Regions from separate parts of the Sus scrofa genome. Here all the other regions are linked to region 3. Evidence: chromatin contacts called from public Hi-C and targeted proximity ligation data. All regions are on one chromosome and are shown on one strand. The core of a region is the stretch at or near the end of the contact, and the rest is flanking DNA. Distances in the headings are between cores, read along the strand shown.

Region 1 (6,507 bases), core at 451-2,950, 200 kb before region 3:
GTTTTGTGCATCAGGCTTTATTTCTCAGGGCTGACCAGGAACCTGCCATGGTAAGTGGATAATTAATAGAAAAAGAAACAAAAATCAGAGCGTTTAGCTACTTGTTAACTCTGGTTGAAAAGTTTATTTGCTTAAGGATGTGGAATCCCATGGTGACTTTGACTTTATCAGCGTTTTCTATTTTAAAAACCAAGTGATTTCAGAGCATTAGCCACTGATAATGGTCTGAGGAATTTAAGTTTTGATCGTCTTTCTCTGAGAGAATAATAAAATTGTCCTCACGTGTTAGAGGGTACAGAGAATGATATTTATCATAAATATAAATTACTTCACCTTCTCAAGTATCCTGTGTGATTGCTCTGATCTCTTTTAAGGTTAGAGGAGATTTAATTTAATCTTAGGAAGAATAATGGCTTGTTCAAAGCTAGGTCTAATTTTAGAATCTAGGCTTATAAGCAAAGGACAGCAGGCTCCCACGGACTCCCGCAACCAAGACACGGACGGATGAGACTTGAACCTGCGGCAGCCGTGTTCTGAGCGCTTTATGAAACGCGAAAGAACCGTCCTCGTGTTCCTAATAGCATTTGCCTTATTCTAGTGTCCTTTTCTTTAGAAATAACTGCGGTTGAGCAGCACTCTCAGGGGTTTTACTCTGTTGTTCACCAAACCTATGGACCCTTCAAAACAAATTTCACCAAGCTCTTTAGAGACTAAAAGAAATAGGAAGGGGTGGAGTGATTCTGAGAGTCTTAAGAAAATACCCAGGAAATGACGTCACGGAGTCCCTCGCCTCCAGGGTCCGAAGGGGTCTTGGTGCCCCTCCTGTCCAGTTTACACTTGGCTGTGCTGTTTGTTTCGAGACTCTCTCTGGTGAGGGGTCCACCAGCCAATCCACGTGGTTCAGACGGTGGGGAAGCAGTGGGAGAAACAGGAAAAGGTTTCATGGTGACAGATTTTGCCAGTTTCTTTCAGGGGAGCGTAGGTCCTGGTTTGTCCTGCTTGGGGGCCCAGCCCAAGCTGCTCTCGCCTCTCCCCGCTCTGGGCGCCTCCCCTCCCCGCACACCCTGGGCACCTCTCAGTCTTGGTGTCACCTGTCATCGTCGTCCCTTGCGTGCCTGCCGTCCCTCTGGACCGTGGCGAGCACGCTGGGGAAAGACAGGCCTCGTCTCACCCGTGCTCCTGGTGCCAGCGGTGGGCCTGCTGCCTGGCACATCTTAGGTACCGACCTGATGCTGCCTGAAGAAATGAAAACCACGCGCAGGAAGCCCGGTTCCTGCCTGAAGCCAGCTGGCCGTGTGCCTCGGCTTTGAGCACCTGGGACCTGGAGTCCTGAGGACCGTGCGCCTTCTGAGGTTCTCTGGGCTCCTTGCAGTATCGCGTGAAGCTCTTTCTAGATGAGAGTTAAAACTCGGGCCTTGGTCAGGCTCATCTTGTTTGAAGGTTCAGATCACAGTTTGTTCCTCTGGTGGAAACACGTAACGTGATGCTTACCGTGTTTGCCACTTCGAAGTGCTCGGTGCACTGACATTGCTCGCTCACCGTGTGGCACAGCCCTCACCACCATCTTGTTCCAGAACGTTTTTGCCCGTCCAGAAAGACATGCCATCGCATGTGCCAGTCAGTCCCATTCTGCCCTCCCCCAGCCTCTGGCAGCTACTTCCCGTCTCTGGATTCGCCTGCTCTGGACAGTCATGTAAATGCAACCGTCCAGCACGTGACCCTTTGTGTCTGGACTTCTCCACTTCCCACACTGTGCTCAGAGTCTCCTGTGTTGTAGTGGGTGTCGGCACCTTATTCTTCTGATGGGTGTCCGGTGTATGGATGTACCACATTTTGGTGGAGATTCGTCGTGAGTCAGATTTCTTATTTCTGGCCAAACATCGTGAATGGCAGAGAATATGAATTATTTCTATGAGATCCTGATAATTTTGGAATATTTAAACTCATAACCGAATCTGCCCCTCCCCCCTTCGGCTTTTCCCATTCTGGCTCTACTCACTGCTCATAGCGGGATCTCCAAAGGATGAGAGGCACAATGTAGACTGTAATAGTTTTGCTGGCAATGAGAAGTAGAGAACTAGTGACTGGAACTTCAAGGCATTTGGGACGCCACTGAATCGTCAATCAGCTTAAGCTGTCTGACCTTGATGGGCTATACCTGCCACAGGAGGTTCCCAGGCCAGGGGTCTAATCAGAGCTGTAGCCGCCGGCCTACTCCAGACCCACAGCAACACCAGATCCGAGCCGCATCTGCAACCTACACCACAGCTCTTGGCAACGCCAATCCTTAACCCACTGAGTGAGGCCGGGGATTGAACCCAGACCTCATGGTTCCTAGTGGGATTTGTCTCTGCTGTGCCACGACAGGAACTCCCTGACCTTGATGTCTTTTAGGGCCTCTGTACTTCAATCGGGATTAGAAAATTTCATTTCCTCCCTCCCTCCTTTCCTTCCTTTCTTTCTTAATAATTCGATGGCCGCACCTGCAGCGTATGGAAATCTCTGGGTCAGGGACTGACTCTGAGCCATAGCTGCGACCTTGGCTGCAGCCTTGGCAACACTGCGGGATCCTTTAACCCGCTGTGCCTGGTTGAGGATCAAACCCGCCCCTCTCCAGTGACCCAAGCCCCTGCAGTTGGATTCCTAACCCACCGCACTCCCGAGGGAAGTCCTGGAAGATTTCTTTAGAGACGTATTACAGACGAGTAGCTTGTACCTCCTCCAGTTTCCTGGGAAGCTGAACCTTTGTAATACTCTTAAGCTCTCTTTAAATACAAGCGCTCCTGCTATGCCTTCCATGTTTCATGTAGTGAGTAAAATTCAGAGATTAGAGGCTTTTTAAAAAAAATCATTTTACGTATAAAAAATGAGACCAGGTATAAAAAGTTAAGACAGTATTTCCAAATGTTAAGGCAGGACCTTCTGTTTCCTAATGTCACATGGGGCAGCAGTTTTAATTATTCGCTTGGAACTGGATGGATATTGTCCCCTCTCTCTTCCTGGCACTTTTGCGTTCACTAGTTCCCAGTAGTATGACTTGATTTGTCAGGGTTTAAATTTGCTGACTATGTGTATGGTGTTGACAGAATTACAGTCTCTTCATTATTGAGAAACAAATGACGGGTATCGTGTTAGTTACGTAACCTGAAAGTCAAATGGCTCGTGTCAGAATTTGCACATGTTGCATTGTGAGGTAAAATCTATTCCTAGCCTCGGCTGTGACACTCGAGCTTTTTTTTTTTTTTTTTTTGTCTTTTTGTCTTTTAGGGCCACACCTGAGACACATGGAGGTTCCCAGGCTAGGGGTCAAATCAGAGCTACAGCTGCTGGCCTACGCCACAGCCACAGCAAGGCAGGGTCTGAGCCACATCTGTGACCTGCACCACAGCTCGTGGCCATGCCGGATCCTTAACTCACTGAGTGAGGCCAGGGGTTGAACTTACGTCCTCATGGATGCTAGTGGGGTTCATTAACCGCTGAGCCACGAGGGGAACTCCATGACACTCAATTCTGAATTACTTGTAAATAAATGCCAAGAGGGTCATTCTTTTTTTCTTTTTCTTTTTCTTTTTTCTTTTTTTTTTTTGTCATCTTTTTAGGGCCACGGCCGTGGCTTGTGGAAGTTTCCAGGCTAGGGGTCTAATCGGAGCTGTAGCCATAGCATCGGGATCCAAGCTGCATCTGTGACCTACACCACAGCTCACGGCAATGCCGGATCCTTAACCCACTGAGCAAGGCCAGGGATCAAACCTGCAACCTCTCGGTTCCCAGTCGGGTTCATTAACCACTGAGCCATGATGCAAACTCCAAGAGGATCATTCTTGATCTAAATAAGGAACATTGTTCAGACTTCTCACAACTTAGTCTTTTGCTTCTTCCACTGTTTATTTTCCTTTTTCCTTTGGGTTGTTGCTAAGTGTTTAAAGGATTTTTAAGGGTATAGAGTAACTATAATAAATTCGTTACCAGGTGTTCCGTTCTACTGTAGTTTTGCCCCTTTCCAGTTAGAACAAATGTATCGCACTACTTTTAATGCTGCCTGAAGAGAATAGGAAATTTAAACCTTTCGGTACTGGCTTTAGGAAGATAGATCCCATCTTAGACACTTATGCATCCCAAATGCTCGATGCATATTTTGGCAGCTTTCCCTCTGCTTTCTGTAATCCTAGGTCTTACCCCAAAAACTCACTGCAGGGCCTGGGGAAACTGGTTCTGAGAAGGAAAACAGCCAAAAGTACCGCGACCAGCACCGAAGGGCAACGGGAGATCCTGGAAGAGGGACAGCGTGGTAAAACAGAACCCACTTGACGCTCACATTTAGAAAGTGGGGGACCAGGGGGCACTCTGTTCCGCAGAACAAAGGCCCTAGGCTTCAGCCCCCATGGCTCTTATTAAGGAAGGTGACGAGATTAATATTTGTTTGATTAAGGGAGGTGACAAGATTAGTGGGCAGGGCCAGGCATAGGCAATGAGGTTATCTTAGGGATATCGGAGGGGGCATCCTTAGGACGGGTGCAGCTGTTGATAGAATAACAAGGGAATGCCTAAGCCCTTTACCTTGTCTTTGAAGGAGACTCTGTGCTCTGGAACTCTGCGTCCACAGATCTTTGCCTTCTGCAGAGTTCAGCAGCTCCGCAGTCTCCAGCATCTCCCCCTTTTTTATTTATTTGTTGCATAAGGACAGTCACTCTTAATTTTGATTGCAGGGCGTTCATTGGGTTCCTATGGATCAGTCCATGATTCTGCGGACTCTGTCCGCAGCAGGTCTCTGAGGTGACCAGTCACATTCGGGGGGGGGGGGGGGGGGGAGTTTGTCTCCATCCTCCCGGGAACCCATCATTCCAGGCTTTTTTTTTTTTTTTTTATGGGATAGTGGCGATGTTGATAGAATAAGAGATGGAAACCCTAACCCTAACCCTAACCCTCTTCTGTAGCTACTTCCTGCTGATGAGGGGCGACGAGTACTGGGTGTCTGGACGTGGTAGGTTCCTACTATGGAAGTCAGGTCGGGAAGAAAAGAAAAATGAGATTAAGCAGAGGGTTGGAATTTAGGTGATAACCGGTACTGTTGAAGGAGGCGTGTGGTTTTAAATAACAGGAGCTCTTGGTCCTTATCTGTGTTGTCTCCTTTCTGTTGCTAAGAGGACACCTTTAAAATGTTAAGGTTGCAGCTGCTGATGCTGCTTTGCGAACAGCTGGTGGCATCAAGTCTGACAGGGCTCACGGCCTAAGTTCTCAGCAATACAAAGACGTGTCTAAAATTACTCCCATAATATTTCCCAGTATTACCGTGGATGTCTGACCCACAGCTGCTCCATTCTGCCTTTTCTCTCTACTGGCCAATGCAGATGCCACTGTTAATGCTTTCTGTTTTTCTAGATATGAGACGATGCAAGAATGTGGGCCCATAAAAATCCTTACCTAAAATCTGACCGTCTGCAGGCCTGTTGGGTCGGTGTTCCCAGCGCACAGAGCACCTCCTTCCCGGCCTCCACACTGAGCCCTGCTCAGGGGGCGCCGCAGGTCGGCAGCCGCAGTGGCTCATGTTTTATCCGTGTGGAGGCTGATGCCAAGGGCCAGGCTTCAGTTCCCGGTGCTCGCCCAGGGTCACACATTCGACCGTAGTTTTGGGAGGCAAATCATGACCCTTTCGTCCCACGGTGCTGGCAATGAATATTCCTAGATCTGGCAGAGATTTCACTGACAGGCAACTCCATGTGCTATTGCTACACTCGGCCTTATTATCAGGAGCCAAAAGTTTCTGGACCACCTATCTTTCTGGTCTGTTACGGTCCAGGAAAATAGCCTCTCTTGTTGCATTTTCCCCTGTCCAGAGACCACTGACCTCAGATGGAACGGCATATCATTGTATCGGAGACTCAGCTACAAATGTGGCAGTGCAAGAAATAGCAATTTTGTGCAAACAGTTAATAAAATATAGACAGCAGTCTTAGTAAAGTCATAATCGAAAATGTAAGCGCTTTCATCCTGTTAACATTAAACAAAGATGTGTTTATGGTCTGGGTCAGAGCGGGTATGAACCAGCCAGGTGACGGGATCCCACCTAGTGGCATCAATAATAAGAGCCTTGGAGGGAGAGAGCTGCCAGGGTAAATCAGCAGTAAAACGGATAACCATTGTCCGGTGTGAAGACGTTGGGAGCGTGGTCTGCTTCTGATGTTGCCTTCTTTGTGTCCACGCACTGGTGTTTTCCGTACTAGACCCTTGTTTTAGGACGAGTTAGAAGTTTGGTAGTTCTCTCTCTAGACCAGTCCAACACAGAGGCCCTTCTTAAGTGAGAAATATAAACTTAAGAGTTAATTTTCTTCACCCCTTCATGTGGCACTTAAGAACGCCTGATATGGAACTTTTTGTCTAGGCTGGAGACAACCCTTTAAACGACACTTTTCCAGAATGTATTTATATTCCCCTGGTTATCATGGGACATCTGATATTCCCCCAGAGACAGATTACAACAGTCAGCTTCAGAAACAAACTTGGATTATT
Region 2 (7,353 bases), core at 1,446-3,945, 250 kb before region 3:
CTGCAGCCTAACCACAGCTCACAGCAACACCAGATTCTTAACCCACTGAGCGAGGCCAGGGATCGAACCTGTGTTCTCATGGATGCGAGTCAGGTTCATTTCCCCTGAGCCACAACCGGACCTCTGAGAGATGACTTTTAATGAGGAGAATTTGGGAAGGTTAATAAGGGAAGTGGAAGCTCTGCTGAGCCTCAAAGGATAGACTTAGGTGTGCAGAGGTATTGTGATGCCTGGGTTCGAGAGGAATTTGACTTCAGCTTCTGCCCCAAAGAGGAGAGGCTGGAAAGCGACGGCTGTGTTTGAGAAGGTCGCACGAAGGTCTCCTATTTTGTAAGCTGTTCCCAGCCTACAATAGGCACTAGGGGATGTTTTTTTATTTGGCAGTAGAAGAATATGAAGGTGTCTGTCTATCTGTCTGTGACGTCTCCAAATTCCAAGTCTTCTGGGCTGGAGAAAAAGCCTTTTACCCTCCCCTCCTCTTCCCCCGAGTGGGAACCGTCACACAAGTGCCACCATTACCCAGGCCCTGCTGAGGTGGCCGTCTGAGCAGTTTGGTCCCGGCCACCCAGCTGCACTTGTCAGCATGTGCTTGCCCACTTTCTTCTTCAGCACATGTTCATAGAATATTAGAGCTTTCAAAATCATCAGATAACAGGCTCTCAGTTACCAGATGAGAATTGATCCTGAGTCCAGGAATTGCTGGTTAATCGTAGTAATGATAAAAGCTGCCATTTGCTGAGCACGTAGTGTGTGTCGTCTGATCCTCTTGACAGCCCTGCAAAGTGTAGACACGTCCCCATTTTACAAAGGAGAAAACCGAGGCAAAGTCTCAGTTGGTCCCCGGCAGAGCCAGGAGTCAAAGTCGGGTCTTTTCAGGACAGCATCCTTCTGAGCCCAGACAGGACCCCAAGTCACTGACCACAGAGAAGGAAGGAGCTGGGCCCAAGTCCTCAAATAAAGGAGAGGCTGTTGTGCTAGTGGAGGAGACCAGGCTTCTCTGCTGCTTGGACATTGAGTGGTGGGTTGTTTGGGACCCCTTCTGAGGCTGTCACAAAACAGAGACATCTGGAGCACAAAACTCATCAACCAGCCTCGGCTTTAATCAGAGTTATTTAGAGGATCGAGAGTGGCATATGTTCTTAGTTTTTAATTATGCAAATAAAAACTGTTTTCATTTTGTAAGTAAAACGTAAAGTCCACTTGTGTGCTAAGAGGGTTCATGTGGCGACACAGTTACGTGGCCATCTCCCGGATCCCGCGCTGGCATCAACCACCCCCACCCTAGGTAAGAACGCTCTACAGTTAAATTATGTGCCCAGTCCTTTTTCTATAGAGTTATGTACGTCCACGCCCTGGTTTAGGGAGTGAATGAATTGTAGCATTCTTTACCTATTTCTCTGTAGTTTTAATGAAAGCTTTACCACTATGTCACTCAGATTTTTGTCAGCGCTAACAGACTGTTTTTTAACAGCAGCATAGCTCGTGGCACAGACGTACTCTTGTGAACGTTTATGGTATTTCTGGTGTTTCTCTGTTATAAATGCTGTGGCAATTAACACCGATGCGTGTAACAGCTTTACAGGTACGTTGTAAAGTTCTGGTGTCATCCGGTTGGTGTAGTTACAGTTACACCTGTCATGGTATGGAGCGGTTGCAGTTACAGTCTGATACCTTTACACGGATGGCGGTCACTTTGGCTACTACCCAGTCCTCTCTGAGAAAGACCGTATTGGGTTCACAGTGTTCCTGGTGGCCTTTCTCATGGAACGGTCACACCCTTCAACAGGTGTTAATGGAACATGGTCATTGTTTTATGGGTGAAGCTTAGTAAGCACTCAGTATGTGCTAGGTACTTTCTGTATGATCTCATTTAAATTTCTCCTGGCTTTCTGCCCCCTGAAAAAGATGTTCCCGTCCCCCCGCTTTCTGAAACTGCGACTCAGACCATGACTTGAGTAAAGGGATGTGGCTTCTAAGAAGCCAGTTCAAAATCTGAGCCCTTGTCTCCTGTCAATTCCGTGGCTCTTTCCCCATTGTGTGGAAGCCGATCCATTTCCTTCTAAAAGACTCTAAGGAGAAAAGTTATAGCAGGTAAAATGCCTTTGAAATAACGGAGTTGTCATGTGCGGAGGGAGGGGAAGACTGTGCCTCCCTAGACGGGGCGGGGGGGGGGGTTGCCCTGTCGTCAGGCCTGGAGGCGACTTTGATGACTTCAGGAGGCTGTGGCCGTGGCGGCAGCGAGGGGCTGTGATGCCCTGACAGCAGTGTCCTGCTCTTGGAAGCTGTGGGTTTAACATCGTGCTGGGAAAAATAAATCTCCACCAGGAAAGGCGGTGTGCTTAGATGCAGCTGGCTCCCTCCGCGGACAAAGTGTCTCTGCTTCCTTTGCATGTGGGTTTCTGTCCAGATCAAAGAGTTATTCCCAGCCTGTGGGTTGGCTTGGCTCTTTGAGAAGTGGCCCCTTTGACGGGGACAGTGGAGTGGGGTGATGGGCAGGATTTAAGGGTTGGCTCGAGCTCTTCCTGGTCCCCTGAAGTATGTGTGAGCAGCCTTTGCTCCCAGAGGCAGGATTTGAGCAGCTTGGGTACAGGGAGGCAGTTCCGCCTTCCAGCAAAATGACTCGTGTCCATCCATCCTGTTGGCAGTAAAAAAATGTGAAAATAAGTCATCAACTGTATTTGAGGAAGAAAGCTAAGAAAATCTGAAACAAAACACAAGAGGGAGTTCCCATTGTGGCTCAGTGGTAACAAACCCAACTAGTATCCATGAGGATGCGGGACCCTGCTCAGTGGGTTAAGGATCTGGCGTTGCCGTGAGCTGTGGTGTAGGTTGCATCACAGCTCAGATCCTGCGTTGATGTGGCTCTGGCTGTGGCGTAGACCGGCAGCTGCAGCTCCGATTTGACCCTTAAGCTGGGAACTTCCCAATGCTGCAGGTGCAGCCCTGAAACACAAACAAAAACAAACAGAAAAAAACCAAAAAACCCCCAACCCCCCCAAAACCCGCAACAGAACCCAAACCATCATAGAGTAAATAACATTCTTGTAACGCATGTGTCAGCATTTTTCAGAGACGTGTCCTCAAGTGTGTGGTGATGCAGTGTGTGTACAAAAGTCACAGGCACAAATGTAGTCAGTGTTTGCAGTCAGCCTCCCACCCCCAGAACATTCCCCACAGGCCCCCACGTGTGTGTGTGTGTGTGTGTGTGTGTGTGTGGGTGTGGGTGTGGGTGTGTGGGTGTGTGGGTGGGCGGAATCCCGTCTCTGAACACTCCCCTTGTCCCCTCTCCACCCCCCTTTCCTCAAACACCTATTTTGGTCACTTCCCTAAAGCTACGTGATGTAGATGAGGAAACGGAGTCAGTGGCCTCACACCTCTCTGAATAGTGTCTAAAGTGGAGTGTTTTGAAACACCAGGGACACGGGTCCACCAGGGATCCTAAAAGCTGGTTTCCAGCCACAACCGTGCCGGAATGAAAATAGAAAACCATGAGGCATGTGCAGCGTCAGCTTTACGTTGTGTCTCAGCTCAGCAGTTTTCCTGCTGTCCTAAACTTTCCTTGAAAAAAAAAAAAAAAGACCAGGGAAAAAGAGGAAATGCTCCAGTTTAAAAAATCTTAATAGCAAAGAGGGAGAATATCAAATAGCAGCTAGGGCTGTGGGGACACTTCTAAAAGAAAAAAAAAAATCAAAACTAAATAAATAGTGAAAAATCTCACGGTTCCTTGCTGGGTTGTGAGGACATGCACGTGTGTGTGCACACACAACAGAGCTCACAGCCTCCACACAGGCAAGTGCAAACACTTTCATGGTTTCATGGCGAGACGGTGCAAGCTGTGTTTTGCCATCACGAAGCACTGGTTTTATTTTTGCTGCTGCTGCCTACTTGCTGTGGAATCTTGGAAATGTCACTTTTATTCATTAATCAAATCGTTCCATGTAACAAATATTTATTGAATGCTGATAATTTTCGAGGCCCTGTCTAAGTGCTGTGGAGGATTAGACTCCTCAGAAAACACTTTCTCTGACTTTGATAGGCTTCGGTGCTGCGGGCATCATGAAGAAACGTTTGGCTTTGCAGCTTTTGCTGCTACGATGGGTGCCCATCAGAGGAGAACCAGCCTGCTGCAGGATTCAGGGGAAAGGGGGTGTAGCTGAAAGAGGCTTCCTCCAGGTCGAGTGGACCATTGAGATGGGCTTTTGTGTTTTTTTTTAATTTTTTATTTTATTTTATTTTTTGTCTTTTTGCCTTTTCTAGGGCTGCTTCCTGTGGCATATGGAGGTTCCCAGGCTAGGGGTCCAATCGGAGCTGTAGCCGCCGGCCTACACCACAGGCTCAGCAACGCGGGATCCGAGGCACATCTGTGACCTACACCACAGCTCATGGCAACGCCGGATCCTTAACCCACTGAGCGAGGCCAGGGATCGAACCCGCAACCTCATGGTTCCTAGTCGGATTGGTTAACGTTTGCGCCACGATGGGATCTCTGAGATGGGCTTTTAGCAGAGAGTGAAGCTTAGGTGCTGGGAGAGGCAGAGGCCACGCCGCCCAAACAGTGGGGCTGTTGTGGCAGGTGCTGACTGCCAAGCTCAAGTGCCCCTTCATTTCTCTGGGCATCAGTTTCCTCCTCTGCAAAAAACAGTTGCCTTTCTTTTGCTTTTGTGTGCCAAAGAAAGAGAGGAGTGTATTTGTGAATAGACACGGTCTGCGGCCTTTGTGCCTGAAAACAGGATTCTTAGCCCTTTAGAAGACATAGACATCAAAAGGCTTCCCCCCCACACACACACCCCCTTTTGTATTTTCTCATTTTAGCCTCCTTATCATTAGGATACTATTTATATAGGACGGACTTGTGGAAACTTTTTGGTAAGTAGAAAAAAAAAAACCCTTAAATGATGCGTCAAGCCTTTTTCATGAATGACACAGAAATCCAAATTTATGTGATGTGGTTTACCTTGAAAGATGGGTTATTTCAAACATCTGTGTGTGCATGTGTAAAAGGAGAAAAAGCCAAGGCGGAGGAAGCTGTGAACAGCGAGGACATTCGTGTTTTTTCCCCCCTCTTATCAGTAGCATCCTTCAGAAAGTACTGATTAAAAAGGAAGGCCATTTCCAGTTCCTGGTTTGCTTGCCTCAGCATGCACCAAGTCAAGGCTGAACAGGGGACCCCCTTCCAGAAAGCACAGACTTCCTTTCCGGCTGGAAATAATCCATATTGTGTTTGACCTTCAGTGTATTCCTGGCCTTGCTGGAATATAGGGGCCCACATTTGTCCCTGCAAAGCCAGGGCGGTTTCAGATTGGCGTCCACAGGGACTGCTTTACAGGCAGTTAAAAGCAGCGGGAGGAAGGGTCTATAGTAACTCAGATATTTGCATCCTTTCTGGCTTAAAAAGCAAGAGGGTGATTTAAAACCGACACAATTTGAAAACAAACAAACAAAAAAACCCCCATTTCTCATAGTTCCTATTTGTCTAAACCTTGGAGAACGCTGCCAAGGTCAGAATGTTCTTTCGCAAATGACCTTGTCTTGAAGAGGGGGTTGCATCTCATTTATGACACGGCGCTCAGGTCTGCAGTTCTCTTCTGACGGTCGAATAGGGACCTTGGAAAGAGCGCAGTTTCCACGCCTTTTGAACAGTATGTTCCTTAGGAAAGTTTGTTTGTAAAAATACTCTCATATGGTTAGGATTTGCATTAGCATACTAATGCGAACTGGAGTTTGGCCTCCTGGTAGCTTTTTTGGAGTAGGCTACAGAGACAGGTTCCAAAGCCTAATATAGAGTTAAAAGTTAGTGTTCCTTTTAATTAAAAACACATGTTTTTCACTTTTATGGATGGTACTTTTTTTCCTCCTCCAACTGTAACGAGATAGAATTGACATTCAGCCCTGTTGTCAACTGGAAAAAATGTACAACCTAAGAGTTGAGAGTTATGTTTTATTCAGTGGACAAATGAGGACTTAGGTCCAGGACATAGCATCTCAGAGAAGTCTGAGGGACTGCTCCAAAGAGGTCAGGGAGGGACCAGGACATACAGGTGGTCGGAACATCAAAAGATGACTGGTAGTAAAAGACAACCAGGTTATCTCAGGTTAAGGAATTTAGTACTTCATGTCTGGAAAGATGCAGGCGTCTGGGTTCACTGAAGTCATTCCTTTGCTGGGCACCCCTGCTCTCTGGGGCCAGCATCCTGTGCCTCCTCAACCTGAGTCTCTTGGGGTACCCTGGTGGGGGTGGCTGCCAGCGCTGACTGTTGGATGGCGGGCATCCTGTTCCAGCTGCGCTCCCTCGGGGCTCACTGCTGGGAAGGCTGTAATGAGACGGCCTGACGGCTGCAACATCCTTTGTTGACTGATGGGGAGGCTGCATTTTTTATTCACACTGTTTAAGGTGTGTGGCATCCTGATTGGACTGACATACGTCCTGAAATGATTATCGTCTCATCAAGATACAAGAGAAGAAAGAAAACATTTTTTTGTCTTGTGGTGAGAACTTGTTGGGGCATACTAACACCGCAGTGTTAATTATATTAATCATGTTACACATTACCTCCTAGTTTTTGTTTATCCTATTACTGGAAGTTTGTACCTTTTGCCTCCCTCTAGTTTCCTTTCTCACCCCCCTTATTATTCTTGTTTTAAAGCAGATATGCAGCTAGAGTTATTGTTGTTTTTGAGTGATTAGCGAGGTTGCTAATCCTCAGTCCTTAGGGCCAGCTCGATTCTGTCAGGTGTGTAGTTGTAGAGATGAGAAATGGTAAGGCATTTGGGGATGCGATGAAGCCGGCATGTGGTCACATGACAATGTTCTCTTTAATAAGAATATACATTATGTGGGAGGAACTGAAAATAATCATATCCTATTATAGTTGAAATCCCATATAATCAAGGGGAGGAAAGTAAAATGGGTGCTTTTTATTCTGCTTCTGTAAAGGGATATAAAAGAATCCATGTAATTAAATTCCTTAATGCTTCATTTTGCTTTGGACGCACTCACAGGTAAAGGTACCCCTGAGTGTTTAACACTTGGAGCACGCATCCAAAGTGTCACTTGCAGCCGATAGATGGGAACCAAGGTCTCTAATGATTTTCAAAGGACAATCCTGTAAAGAGGAAGAGACCCCACTACGGAAACAGGTGGCGTGCGCAATTCAAGTGTCCGTCTGGGAGCTCAGAAAGAATCCAACACTGTCTAATGGCTGTGCACCAGCCCGTGTTGCTGGCTCTTAGTTGTATGGGTGTTTGTTGTGCACTCAGTGACAAGAGAGAGCAAAAACAGAGGAGAAAAAAAAAAAGAAAAGAAAAAAAGAAAGAAAAAGGATATAAAAAAATATGCTGGAATTCCCGTCGTGG
Region 3 (6,459 bases), core at 2,102-4,601:
GTGTAGATCCGGACCGAGCTCATCGGGATACAGAGGTGACGCCCGGGACGAGGTGACACAACGAGGTGAGGTTTGACAATGCGGAGAGGGTCCCCCGATTTGCATCCAGAGGAAAACCAGAAACCTCAAGTCCATATTTTCATTCTCAGTGCAACTCCATCATCTGCTGGAGAAACTACGTGACTCCACCTGGGAAGAATGCAGTGTCCACGTTTCCACCTACTGCAAGCCGGCTGCCAGTTCAAGCCTCCGTCACCCCTGAAATGTGCCCTCGGGAAGCATTGGCTCCAGGGGGCTCACGTGCCACAGCCAAGGCCCTGCCTAGATCCATTAAACACGGTTTCTGGGAAGGAAAGGGGGACTTGCCAGCAGAGAGTCCTGCCTACAGTCGTGTGAGTATTTCAGATGCTGCGGAGACACTGCTGAAAACCTGCGGGCACAGACAAGAAGAGAGCCCGGTGGGTGGCGTTCTTACTGATGGGGTTAAGGACAGAGTTGCGGGCTGATAACATCGCAGCACAAGGCGTTTCATAACTCAAGCGCTTCAGGGCCAAGGCCGTGCGGTTGAGACATATTTGGCTCCAACCCCTGTTGTGGTGCTGAGCGCGAGAAGAATTTAAGCATCTCCGTCCTGCCGTGCCGATCACAACCACCTCGCTACCTGGGAGCACCAGGGACACCTCTGACCTCTCGGGGTCAGGACAGAGCAGCTTAGGATCTGATTATGGGGTGGGGATGCCACGGCTTCTGCAATGACTACCAGTGGTTTGGTGTGTCTTTAGCCGGGGTCACAGGAGGAGGCGGGGACGAAGGAAGAAGGCCGAGGAAGCCAGCCAGCAGGGAGACGAAGGACAGAGGAGGGGGCCTAAGCTTGGGAGGGCTGGTGGGGAGGAAAGACAGGTGCTGTTCAGCTCGGTTTTCACGACGTTAGTGGGGAGAGCGCGCAATCCATCCGTCTCCACCTCCAGCCGAGGAGAGCGAGGAGGTGATGAGGTGCGGGGGAAGACGAGCCAGTTAATATTTTTGAAAGCCCACTTTTTTTTTAAACTACCGTAGGTACTGCTGCATTTTCTTTGACTTGGGGACGTACTGAGGGACAGAGACGCCCCCAGCGTTTGCCCTGGAGGCTCACGGATGTGTGTCAGACACCTCCTGGCCTTCGGTGTACACAGGCTTGTCTCCAACACGGAGCGTCCTTCCAGCCGGGCGGTCAGCCTCAGCCCTGGGCCAGAGGGCTTGGGACGCTCTGGTTGGGAGGTTGAGAGTTCATGTTCACGCACAGATGAGCCGTCCAGTCGGTCCTGGGGAGTCAGGACGGGCCGGGGTGGACCAACCTCACCGTTAGGCGAAGGGAGAGAGCCTCCCGTTGAGACTGCAGACGTGTCTCCAGGCGAGGCTCTCTGAAGTTGAACTCTACGGAGGAGGTGTTTTTCAAGGTCAAAAAATAGTGGAAGAGCAACAGTTTCACGTGGCTCGCACTTCCGTGACATTGTCCATTCCATGTGAAAGACGTTAACATGTTTGCTGAAATATTTAAAAATTTACCATTTCCATAAACCTGCTTTGTCATCTTGTCTTTCTTCTAAAAATAATATATTGGGGAGTTCCCGTTGTGGCTCAGTGGGTTAAGAATCCCTGGCCTCCCTCGGTGGGTTAAAGGATCTGGCATTGCGAGCTGCAGTGTGGGTTGCTGTGGCCGTGGTATAGGCCGGCAGCTGTGATACAGGCCGGCAGCTGCAGCTCTCCTTCGAAGCCCTGGCCCGGGAACGTCCATGTACTGCAGATGTGGACCTGAAAAGAAAGAAAAATTTAAAAAATAAAAATAATATATGGAGATCTTCAAAGAGACGGACGTGACCTGGGTCCTTCTTGCCTCTGGCTAAGGCTGCTTCTGCCTTCATCCTGGGGCCTCTGACAACGCAGGTCCACAGGCCTCCTGTGCGGCTCAAGACCCAGAGCGCATCCTTAGAAGAGTTCAAATTGGAGTCTTTTTCTGAATGTTTTCCTTCAGCCTCGTTGCTATAACTGTCCCAGTCTAATTCTCCTGTTGCCTATTTTTATATCTCCGTTATCTGTTTGGTCACCAGATGGCCGCTCACAACTTTCTACCTCCTCAAATGTTCTGCCATCTCCCAAACTCATGCTCTGCATACCACGTTTAACTTCCTATGAAGCCTGACGTTAATTCTAAAGCCACTTGAGAATTCAGGCCAACCTAAAACCCATTCGTTCAGTGCTGCTGCTGTCAAAAGCCCACCTGGCTGACTCAACATACAGGTGCGGTTGCAGGGGGAGGGGGTGTGGGGGACGGAGGCCTAGAACAGGTCCCTGCTCCCATTCCCCTTCCTCTGCTTCCGCTGAACTCTTCAAAAAAGCACAAAACAGGAGTTCCCACTGTGGCTCAGTGGGAACAAACCCAACTAGTATCCATGAGGACGCAGGTTCGACCCCTGGTCTCACTCATTGGTTAAGGATCCTGTGATGCTGTGGCTGTGGCTGTGGCTGTGGCTGTAGGCCGGCAGCTGCAGCTCCTATTCTACCCCTAGCCTAGGAACTTCCATACACTGCACGTGCATCCCTAAAACAGCAAAACCAAACACGCCAACAAATCCAAAATTATTTACGTCACTGTGGCCGTACTTGGTACCTATGTGGATATTAAAATGTGTGATCATTTTCAGCAAATATCCGTTGAGCCGTGATGATGGGCCAGCATCAAAGGTAAGACGGTGGATCCAGTCGACACGATTCTTGTTGTCGTGAAGTTTACCACCTAGGAGGTGACACAGACAAGACTGACTTGTGCCACACAGGAGTGCCGGAGGCCGCACGGTGCTGCGGGGCACAGCCATGCCTTTGCCGTGGAGCACTTGTCTCGACACCGTTGGAGATTCTAGGGAAGCTCTGGGTAGCAAGTGGACTGGGAGGCCAGTTTGAGGAGGCAGCTTCGGAGCCGGGGACTGAAGGGTGACAGGGTCCAGGAGCCGGCAGGCTGCGGTGACTCAACCCAGAACGAGCTGTCAAGGATGAAAACCTTCCCGAAGGTGGTGATGGCTGAACTGAGCCCTGGCAGCGGTACCCCCGTGACGGTGGCTGAGGTTTGCTGAGAAGAGTTCCAGGCAAAGGAAGCAGGATGTGCCAAAGCCCAGGAGAGAAGCAGCAGAACACAGGAGACGTTGGTGGCTGGAAAAGATGAGCGTGTGCTAGATGCTCACTAGCTCCTCCTTTGCCTGACAAAGTTGTTTTGATTGTGTAACGGCCAGCATTCGTGTGTACCTTCTTGTCTGTTCCAGTGGCCTCACGGATACATCAGTCCAAATGCGTCTAGACGGCAGTCCGAACACGCCAGGGGAACGCCTGCCACCTGCTGGACAGACGAAGCATCACCGTGCAGAGAAAATTAGATTTACGGCACTGCTGGGCTCACAGAATCCCAGATGATGGCCATTTTCCACTCAAAGGTTTAAAAGAGCTGATGTGCTGAAATTTTTTTTAAAGGTCAAGGAAGAAATATGTACAATATTCTCAGGCCCTGCTTCCCCGTAGAGGGGAGATGAAGGGAAAATTGAGGCAGAAAGAGAACCCGTGCACTGTGTCAACAATATATCCTTGGGGCAGGCCCTCACTCATTCCTACAGACAACAGGTAGGCACAGCAACCCTCTCTGCCGCCGAGCAAGCCAAGGCTCACGGTAAAGAGAGAAGGCCAGTCTTGGCCGGCTCCTTTAGCTTAAGCTGCCTCCAGTCAGGGTTTATTCTGAATCAACAAAAGGCAAATATGGGGCATTAATTCTCCAGTTGTGATTAGACCTATACTTTTAAGTGCGAACGACCTCAATGGAGAGACTTAAGGCCCCATTTGGTGCTCGAAAGGCATTAAAAGGCTCTCCAGTTTACTCCCTAACAGACACACCAACTGGTTCCCAAAAGAGACCCTCAAATGCCGCATGTGGACATATCTTCAAAGCTGAAAAACGTGTCTGCCATTTCTAGCAATTTCACACCACTTCTTGTTAAGAGAGACACGCCATGCCATTTAGATGCAGAAAATGTTGGGATTCTCTCAAGGCATCAATGAGGACTGACATTTCTGTAAGAGGAGCTGCCTCAGAAAACTCCAAGATGAATAGGGACTTGCAGGTACGAAGATGAATCGTGTTAGCAAAGCATCATCCAGTGTGTATATAATGACTTCCCAAAAGAATTTACACATGCCTGTAAGTTCTCATGACAAACTGACTTGGTGGTGGTGTTGTTATGGTGACTGGCACACAGTAGGAGCTAAAACCATGACTATAATAATTATAAAACCTTTGCTCACTCGCCTCTGACACGAGGATGTGAAGGGTTATGACAAACAGAATGTCCACCAGCTGTTCTGTCTCCACCGAGGTCAGAGCAATGGGAACTGGGACAGCGGTGAACTGGAGTGGAAAAAAAATTAGAACTGATATGGATGGGAAACAGTGAGGAGCTGGGGAATCTGAGGACAGACTACCACGGAAAACAGCATGAGCCTGTAGCTGCTTCAGAAGAAAAGGGGCTGCCTTTAGGCTGAGATTATTCTGGTGGGATTTGGAACTAACCCCTTCGTCAACCCCGAGGTTCTGACTGTGTGTTGAAGTCTCTGAAGTGTTGCTAAGAAATGTTGGGAAGGGGGCATAAAATAGTCTCTACCTTCTTGTGATCTGGGTACAGGAAACCAAGAAAAGGGTCTTGGCACTGATCGGGGAAGGTGTGGCAAGGACCGGGGGACCACGGGTGGCCTGGGCACGAGGACTGCACCTGGGACAGGTGAGGGACAGGCAACTAACTCAAAGTCCAAAGACCCCAGGAGGACGAGACTGAACCTAAAGCCCCACATCAGAACCTTGCCTTCATTTCAGTTACATATTTGTTAGGGGTTGGGGCTGGGAGGGGACGTCAACCGCCAAGATATTATGAAAGGAGGAGTGAGGCGTTCCATTTTTTTTTACATCTATCAACTAAATTGTACCAAACAGGAACACAGGCACCCTTATTAAGAGACTTTTTTTGGGAGTTCCTGTCGTGGTGCAGTGGTTAACGAATCTGACTGGGAGGAACCGTGAGGTTTCAGGTTCGATCCCTGGCCTCGCTCAGTGGGTTAAGGATCTGGCGTTGCCGTGAGCTGTCGTGTAGCTTACAGTCTCGGCTCAGATCCCACGTTGCTGTGGCTGTGGTGTAGGCCAGCGGCTACAGCTCTGATTAGACCCCTAGCCTGGGAACTTCCATATGCTGTGGGAGCAGCCCTAGAAAAGGCAAAAAAAAAAAAAAAAAAAAAGAGAGAGAGAGAGACGTTTTTGATTTACAGCTTGCCAAAAAAGCAAATTAATTAAATGTAACTTAAATGCACTCCCCCACAAATATCACTGAACACTCGCTCAGTAAATGCCAGGTACTGGTCTAGTCCCGCCGCACAGGGGCAAACAGAAAAGCTCCTTCTGCACAACGCACAGCAAAGAGCCGCAAAGAAGCTGATGTTTACTGCACAGCATGATAACGAGTTATTTTAAAAGAGGAGCTATCATTTGATACAGCCATTTACATACAGAGTTTTAAAATAAAAAAGTAAAATGACAGAAAGGCCACTCACGGAACACAGAGCATTCGGGTCACGAAGCTGGGGCAACGTGCAGAGGGAATTGCTAACATTTGTCTGAAGATTCCTCATACACATACACACACATACACGGCGGGGCGGGTTTTGTTTTCAGTCAGTGCATCTGTGTGTAGGAAGACCAGGAACACGCCAGAAGAAACAAAGAAACGCCTATTGGGTAAAAAAGCATTCAGATGAGCATCGAGAGCCACTTGAAGGTGGCTGGATTCCCGGGCCCCCTGCGCCTTTTGCTTACGGATGGTGCTGAAACAACAACCTGACGTTGCAGAGCCAAACATCTGTTCCTGATTTTCGGTCTGAGTCTTGTCCTGGGTGGAGCTGCTTCTAGATCATACGCGACAGTCTTCAGAGAAGTTACAGAAGGAATTTACACAAAGGGTGAATACATGATTAAATACACAAAAACACACACCACGAACAGAATGTAGATAAGACGTGTATGCAAAAATTCTGATTAGAAAGAATGATCAGATGGCTCTTTCGTTTTCTGATTTGTGCCTCTCACCCCCGCAGTTTTGTTATGACTCCTCTGATTTCAGGATGTCAAAAGCCCATCCCCTTCATCTTCTTGGTTCCCTACTAGAGTGAGTGACCTTGGCCTCCTCTAAATCGAGAACTAGAGATGAATCTAGAAGCTATTTATTCTCCACTTCCCTTCATAAGATAGGATTAAGTTTTCTAGTGCAAAACCTGTCGTCTTCCTCAAAGATTTGTCGTAGCAGGGTTCAAGCTGGAATCTGCCTAAGGACTAACACAGCATCATCTGTTAAATGTATTGTTTTTAATTATGATTGCTCTTTAGAGCTGCACCTGGGGCAT
Region 4 (6,489 bases), core at 1,924-4,423, 130 kb before region 3:
AACTATTTTCGTTCTACTCGGGTTATTGGGAATTTTGGAACGCAACTGCTAGAGGATAAAATCCGTTAACCTCGGTTCTGCAGCTTGTGCTTGTTATTGTTGCTGCACAGAGATCACGGAGGAACCTCAGCCCTGGGGAAATATGCAAGAACTGGTTCTGCTGAGGCCTGGGAGAAGGCCCCTCTTTGGGGTGGGGTAAGAGGATTAGGTCATCACGTGAAGCCATTAGGAATTTTAAAACAATTCCGTCTATCACAGAGGCCTTGCTGTAAAACCTACCTTCATACATATGTGCGGTCTTCTGGGGGGGGGGCATTATTTAAAAGCCTTGGGGGTTCTGAGTGCCAGGGTTTAGCTCTGGGTGCTTGTTTGGATGGAACGCTTCCCACAAGTGTGTGTATTTCTCGCATGAGGAACGCTAGAGAGACCTTTAAGTGCCTTTGAACTTAGTTCAGCCTATCAAACCACTACTTCTTGAAAAGAGGAGCATTTTGTGGCTAGAGACCCCTCCTTCATAGGACTCTTGGGAGTTTAAAATGAGAAAATGTAAGGGAAGCTTTTGTCGATTGTAAAACACTGTACGACTGTGCAAGTGTAAGGCGTCCCTGTTGTCACTTTCTTGCTGCCAACGAGGCAGTCTCTCGTGTGTGTTGTGTAGTTGGTGTGCGTTCTGCATTCTGAAAGAGACTTTCTTAAAAACACACAATCATTTTAGCTTTCTTAGTCATCTGATCTAAGTCTCACTTTCAGGTATCTCCTAATCCCAGGGCCACCACGCCGCACAACTCCAGGGGGCGCCATTCAATTGGCGTGGCTGTGATTCCTCTGCTGGCATTCCTTCCCCTAGAACTAGACCTGCTACCTCATGCTGCAGGAACGTTATCAACTAGCTGACACGGTTCATGCTGAGATTTCCAATCCCATCCGGCTTCTTTAGTTTTACAAACGTCCATTCAAATGCTGCAAGTTTGGGGTCAGTTTCTCACAAAGTCCTTTTGCTTCACTGTGGGTTCCAGCACAAGGTGTGTGTTCCTTCTTTACTGAAGGAAAACGGAGATGAAAAGAGACACTAAACACTTATCACTTTTAAACTCTCCAGAGCAGGGCAGGGGCTGTGCCAGGGCTCAGCACGCTCTTTCTATAAAGGGCCCGATGGTGAATATTTTCAGTGTGTGGCTTATGGAGTCCCTGCCTCAGCGATGTAGCTGCTGCTGCAGAATGAAAGCAGCCATGGAGGATATAGAAGGAGTGTCGTCATGTTCAAATAAAGTTTTACTTACGGAATTGATTTGAATTTCTTATAATTTTCGCATGTCATAAAATATTATTTTAGGAGTTCTCTTTGTGGCTCAGTGGTTAATGAACCCAACTAGGATCTATGAAGACGTGGGTTCATTCCGTGGCCTCGCTTAGTGGGTTAAGGATCTGGTGTTGCCATGAGCTGTGATGTAGGTCGTGCGGCTCAGATCCCTCATGGCTGTGGCTGCGGTGTAGACCAGCAGCTGTAGCTCCGATTTGACCCCTAGCCTGGGAACCTCCATGTGCTGCAAGTGTGGCCCTAAAAAGCAAAATAATAATAGTATTTTGATTTTTTTCAGTGACTTAAAAATATAGAAGTTATCTGTAGTTCACTTATACAGAACTAAGTGGTAGGCAATGCCCTGCTCCCCCTGGTCTGTGACGTTCTCAGCGTTGAGGGTGGCCCGTGGCACGTAGCTGTGCCCAAGGTGCTTCTCCACTGGCGCTTCCCCAGCTAAGGACAGAATGACACTCCCAGCCAGTTTCGAGGCAGAATCTGGAATCTTGGGTCAGGCCCGCCCTGATGCTTCCCAGCTGTGACCTTGGGCTAAGTCCCACAACGGTCTCAAGCTGCTCGTTTGTAAAATGGTGATAAGGCTTCTTGCCCTGCCTCCCGCGGGGGTGGCTGAAAGCTCAGATGAGATCAAGCCCACTGTCTGAGCACAAAAGCTTTATGTAGAAATGGAAAGCACGCAGGCATTTTCATACTGTCTCATTCCAAACTTCCTCCGCTGCCTCCATGTTCAAAAAGTGCATCAGTCTAATCCTCCTTCACCCTGCATTTCTGGGAAGGCTGTTCTGTGCCAGGCTGAGTCCTGAGGCCACGCAAATGAGAAAGAAGCGAGAGAATCCCGGTGTGACGCTAGATGAAGGTGCATCTCTAACAGAGAGGGAGGGCGCCAGCAGAACTGGGGAGACTTGCCCTGCTGGGTGGCACCAGGTGGGGTGATGGGAGCGCCAGAGATGCCCTCCCCGGGAAAATGCCAATGGAGCAGGTCTCGGGGGTGGCTTGGAACTTGCAAGGACATGGAACTGCTTGGACAGTGGGGGGACTTCACCATGAGGAGCCCGGCCTGGGCGAGGAAGCCAATAGCAAGGGTGGCTGGAGAGCGGTGGGCAGAGGGAGGCAGACCTGGGTGCGGGCTCGAGCTGGACTTTTTCCCCATAAATGAAGGGAAGTCATTGAGCGGTTTAATCTGGGCAGCAGCATAGTCAGCTCTGGGCTCGGAAAAGTCAGCAGTAGTGGAGAAAGGACACCAGGCAGAAAAGGCTGTGAGGGTGCAGATGTGCCGCGAGAAGCCGAACCAGCGCACGACAGCACGGCGGTGGGAGAATGAAGACACTTAGAGCCCTCGGGTGCCTTCACATAAGACTTTTTTGAAAGTGGAGTAATATTGAAAACACTGGGGAAACACAGTATTTCAAGGTAGGGGACCCTTTTGTAAATCAATATAAAGGCATGTCCCCATGCACGAATTACCAGACTCCGATGCCTTAGGTTGAGGCATTTGCCTTCAGAAATCAAGCTGGAGAAACCAAGGACAGGGCTTAAAATTTCTGAGTCCTCCCTGGTGCAGTCTTTATATCCAAAGATGACCACTGAGTATTCCTAACAAACAGAAGTCTTACCAACCGAGGAGTGTCAGCCTCTGCTGCAATGTGGATAACCTTTTACTTAAAAACTCAGTTCCTTTGAAAAAAAATCAGAACGCATCGTGATTTATGTTTTTGTTTCAGAAACAGGTCCAAGCACGAAGGAATCGAATCCAATTTCTCCACGTAAGTCTTTATGCAACTGTTTCGAAATAAAGCCTCCTGGGCTTTCATAAGAATGAGTTGGTTATGGAACGTTCGCCAGACTTGGAGGTTTGATAAGGAGACTTCTGCTCTCATTCTCTCTCACTCCCCCCCTTTTTTTCCTCCTCCTTTCTTTCTCCCTTCCTCTAACCTTCCTTCGTTCTTCTTTTCTCCTCTCTACCTTTGCCATTTTTAAAGATGAGCACGTGTGGACCCATGGCTGTGTGTCACCTTCATGGGAAGGGAGTGAATTTCTTAGTCTTAGAGAGACAAGGTCATGATGGGCCATCCTTACATGGGTTGCGACCTGAATGCATTACACAGAGCCATGGGACTGTTGCGCTTTGTGTCATTAAGGATTTCTAGCTGCTCGGAGGAGAGGCTAACGGAGCCCGTGGCTATACCTTAAGACAACCACGAGTCCCAGGGGTGTGGAGAGAGGGCTTCTAAGACCAAAGGAGCGACCAGCTGCAACAAAATGATACGCTGGAGATGATCTGGGCCAGGTTCATTTCTCTCCGCAGAAGAGCACTCTGACCCAGAAGTACTGAAGTGATTTCCCTATGGTTATGACTGGCCCTGAGGCAGGGCTAGAATCTGGGCTTTCTGGCTGCACGCCCAGAGCTCTTCCAGATAATGTTGCCTCGTTTTTTTTCTTCTCTAGGACTTTCCGGATTAGTCTCCATGGCTGACCCCATCCCGTACACATAGTGGGCAGTCTGGAGAGTTCCTTCATGCTGAGTGCCTCATCACCCATTCTCTGAAGTATATTCTTCCGCAGTATCATGGGGCGGTCTTGTGAACCCTGAAAGAGATGCCTGAGGGCACCTTCTTCCGTAGTCGCCAATCCGAGTCTCGGGGTTGACACCTGCGTCTGCAGACATTTAGAAAGTCTTCCCCAGAAACTTGTCATCATGACCCACTTCTGTGCCTGTAGACTGGGAAGACAAGTCCTCTTTTAATCCCTGTCCTGCAGACTCGATTAAATGAGACGGAAGGCTTGGGTCATCTTCACCTCCGTGGAGTCTTCCCAAGCTTCCTCCCTCTGAAGACTCCAACGCCTTTTGGATGCAGCAGGTGCAACAGGGCTGTCCCTTTTGCTAGAAGTCAAATGAACACCAGAGGGCACGGGGCTGGAAGCGTAGGGACCAGAACTTGGGGATGTGGATCCCCCAGAATCTTCTCCGAATCCTCCTTTCCCGAAGGAGAGCCTCTGAGCGCTGGCGCTGCTCGGGGCTCAGACTTGTCTCCAGCTGGGTCCTCCACGCAGAGCTGAGAGGCAGAGGGATGGCGTTCGCCGAGAGATCAGCTGGAGCCCCTCCGATGAGCGGAGAGGACGCAGACACAGGGTGGAAACAACGGAGATGCTGCCCCCCCATTTCCCTGACGGGAGAGAGAGACCTTAGAAATTCTACTCCCCCGAGAACCTCGCTCCCTTGGAAACGGGTTTTTCCTTTTTATAAGTGATTCAAAGAAAGTAGCTCTCTTAAACGAAAGGAAATGTTTTATTTCTGTGCCTGGAATTAATTTCACATGCAAAAACCTTTGCCAAATGGAGGAACAATTGGTTCTATTTATGTTTTGCTGACCATAAAATTGACATCGCTCCCCACTGAGAAATATTTCCGTTCTCCTCCTAGCAAGAGCAGGGTTGGAAAAAAAAAAGTGTTAAAAAGCAGCTTGTGACACAATAGGTGGCTGTCGAGATGGAGGATTGAATGTGAGGAGATGGGTGACACGTGATGATTCGTAGGAACGCTCGATCCTTATGTGCTGTTCTCTCCTTCTCACCGTCTTCCTTCCTGTTGTCTGTCATCCTTTTAAATGTGCACGAAAGTAGGTTTGCAAAGAATTTGAACCGTGTTTTTTCTGTAGCGCCTCACGGTTGGAGGTGTTCCATGAAGAAGAAGCAATGAATCACATTTTGATCTTGAAAATTCTCCTTATTTTCCTAAGGTGGTTTTGTTTTTGTTTTTGGTCTTTTTAGGGCGCACCTGTGCATATGGAGGGTCCCAGGCTAGGGATCTAATCGGAGCTGTAGCTGCCAGCCTTGCCAGAGCCACAGCAACGCCAGATCTGAGCCACATCTTCGACCTACACTACAGCTCACGGCAGTGCCGGATCCTTAACCCACTGAACGAGGCCAGGAATCGAACATGTGTCCTCATGGATGCCAGTCAGATTCGTTTCCGTGAGCCACGAGCCGCGACGGGAACTCCTCTAAGCAGCTTAACCTCTGAATTTGCAAGCTGCTTTTTCATTCAGATGGTAGGTCCTCAGATGGAGGACCACAGACTTGGGATTTTTACAGCGGCGACACGTGTTTTAATAAGTCTGTGGCTCGAAATAAATTTCAGACTTGGGGATCTCTTGGAAATCTGAGAGTTTCATTTTTCTTTTGCGAAAGTATCTGCAAACTACACACACAGTGACTTTAACATGTCCTCCTCCTGTTTTATGAGTCACTTCTCATCCTTTCTGACTTCCTTGTGAATGAAATGTCGGGTCGCGGGGTGTGATGCCGACGGACTCAGAGCGTGCCTTGGTTTCTCTTCGTTGCAGCGATTTTTCATGGTCTGGACACACTCACCGTGATGGGCATCGCGTTCGCAGCGTTTGTGATCGGAGCTCTGCTGACGGGGGCCTTGTGGTACATCTACTCTCACACAGGTTAGTGTGGCCGCGGCGTTGGAGTGGCTGCACCCCGTGTCTCCGCCGCACTGGGTGGCTGCTTGGTGTTCGGCGGCACGGGTGAAGGGATGCGGGAAAAGGGACTTCATCCCCACTCGCTTCACATCTCTGCCTTTGGCACAAACGGGGTTTTGTGAGAATTTAATTTCCTTTGAGCAGTTTTAGGAAAGGAAGGTTTGTGTTCATTGCATTGAGGTGGTGCAGACGTTTCGCTCCTAATGAAGCTATTTTGTGGTTAATTAAAGAAAGCTAATGTAGACAAACTGGAAACAGCGAGCGAAAGCTAAAGGCTTCAGAACAGACACATCACTGGCAGGAAGTAAAAGAGGGAGGCAAGATTTTCTTAACTTTCAGCACCTTATGTGCCAAAGGTGCTGAGCGCTGTCCACTAGCAGCCCCCATCAGTGGCGTACACCACAAGTTCTTGACCTTTTAAAAACCCATCCCGTGTCCTTTCTGATAAACTTAAAATTCTCTTGTCTTTATAGAAAGTTACTTACATTTTCAAAATATATCCTCATACATTATAAATAGGTAAAAATGGTAAAATGGGAGTTCCCGTTGTGGCTCAACGGTTAAGAACCCAACTAGTATCCATGAGGATTTGCGTTCCATCCCTGGCCTCGCTCAGTGGATTAAGGATCTGGCGTTGCCGTGAGCTGTGCGGTAGGTCACAGACGCGGCTCGGATCCTGCATTGCTG

What was found. Hi-C and Micro-C count contacts between places; a contact is called where the count stands out from the background.
Region 1: a targeted proximity ligation map of alveolar macrophages shows a contact between it and region 3. A contact is called at or near these places in 2 of 47 Hi-C or Micro-C datasets (epiblast stem cells and fetal skeletal muscle) and 2 of 2 datasets of targeted methods (alveolar macrophages and skeletal muscle).
Region 2: a targeted proximity ligation map of alveolar macrophages shows a contact between it and region 3. A contact is called at or near these places in 1 of 47 Hi-C or Micro-C datasets (embryonic fibroblasts) and 1 of 2 datasets of targeted methods (alveolar macrophages).
Region 4: a Hi-C map of mesenteric adipose tissue shows a contact between it and region 3, with 2.1 times the contacts expected there. A contact is called at or near these places in 5 of 47 Hi-C or Micro-C datasets (heart right ventricle, mesenteric adipose tissue, omental adipose tissue and 2 more) and 1 of 2 datasets of targeted methods (skeletal muscle).

Annotation. Positions count from the first base shown.
Region 1 is chr4:125,223,596-125,230,102 of Sscrofa11.1, forward strand. The region is part of intron 2 of TGFBR3 (transforming growth factor, beta receptor III); the gene reads left to right. Among named protein-coding and RNA genes, the nearest start is that of TGFBR3, 89 kb to the left of the region's middle.
Region 2 is chr4:125,170,711-125,178,063 of Sscrofa11.1, forward strand. All of the region lies in intron 1 of TGFBR3 (transforming growth factor, beta receptor III), which reads left to right. Among named protein-coding and RNA genes, the nearest start is that of TGFBR3, 37 kb to the left of the region's middle.
Region 3 is chr4:125,423,655-125,430,113 of Sscrofa11.1, forward strand. No RefSeq gene overlaps it. Among named protein-coding and RNA genes, the nearest start is that of CDC7, 32 kb to the right of the region's middle.
Region 4 is chr4:125,291,863-125,298,351 of Sscrofa11.1, forward strand. TGFBR3 (transforming growth factor, beta receptor III) reads left to right here. Exons shown (of 18, transcript NM_214272.1): 16 at 3,043-3,078; 17 at 5,659-5,766. Among named protein-coding and RNA genes, the nearest start is that of TGFBR3, 160 kb to the left of the region's middle.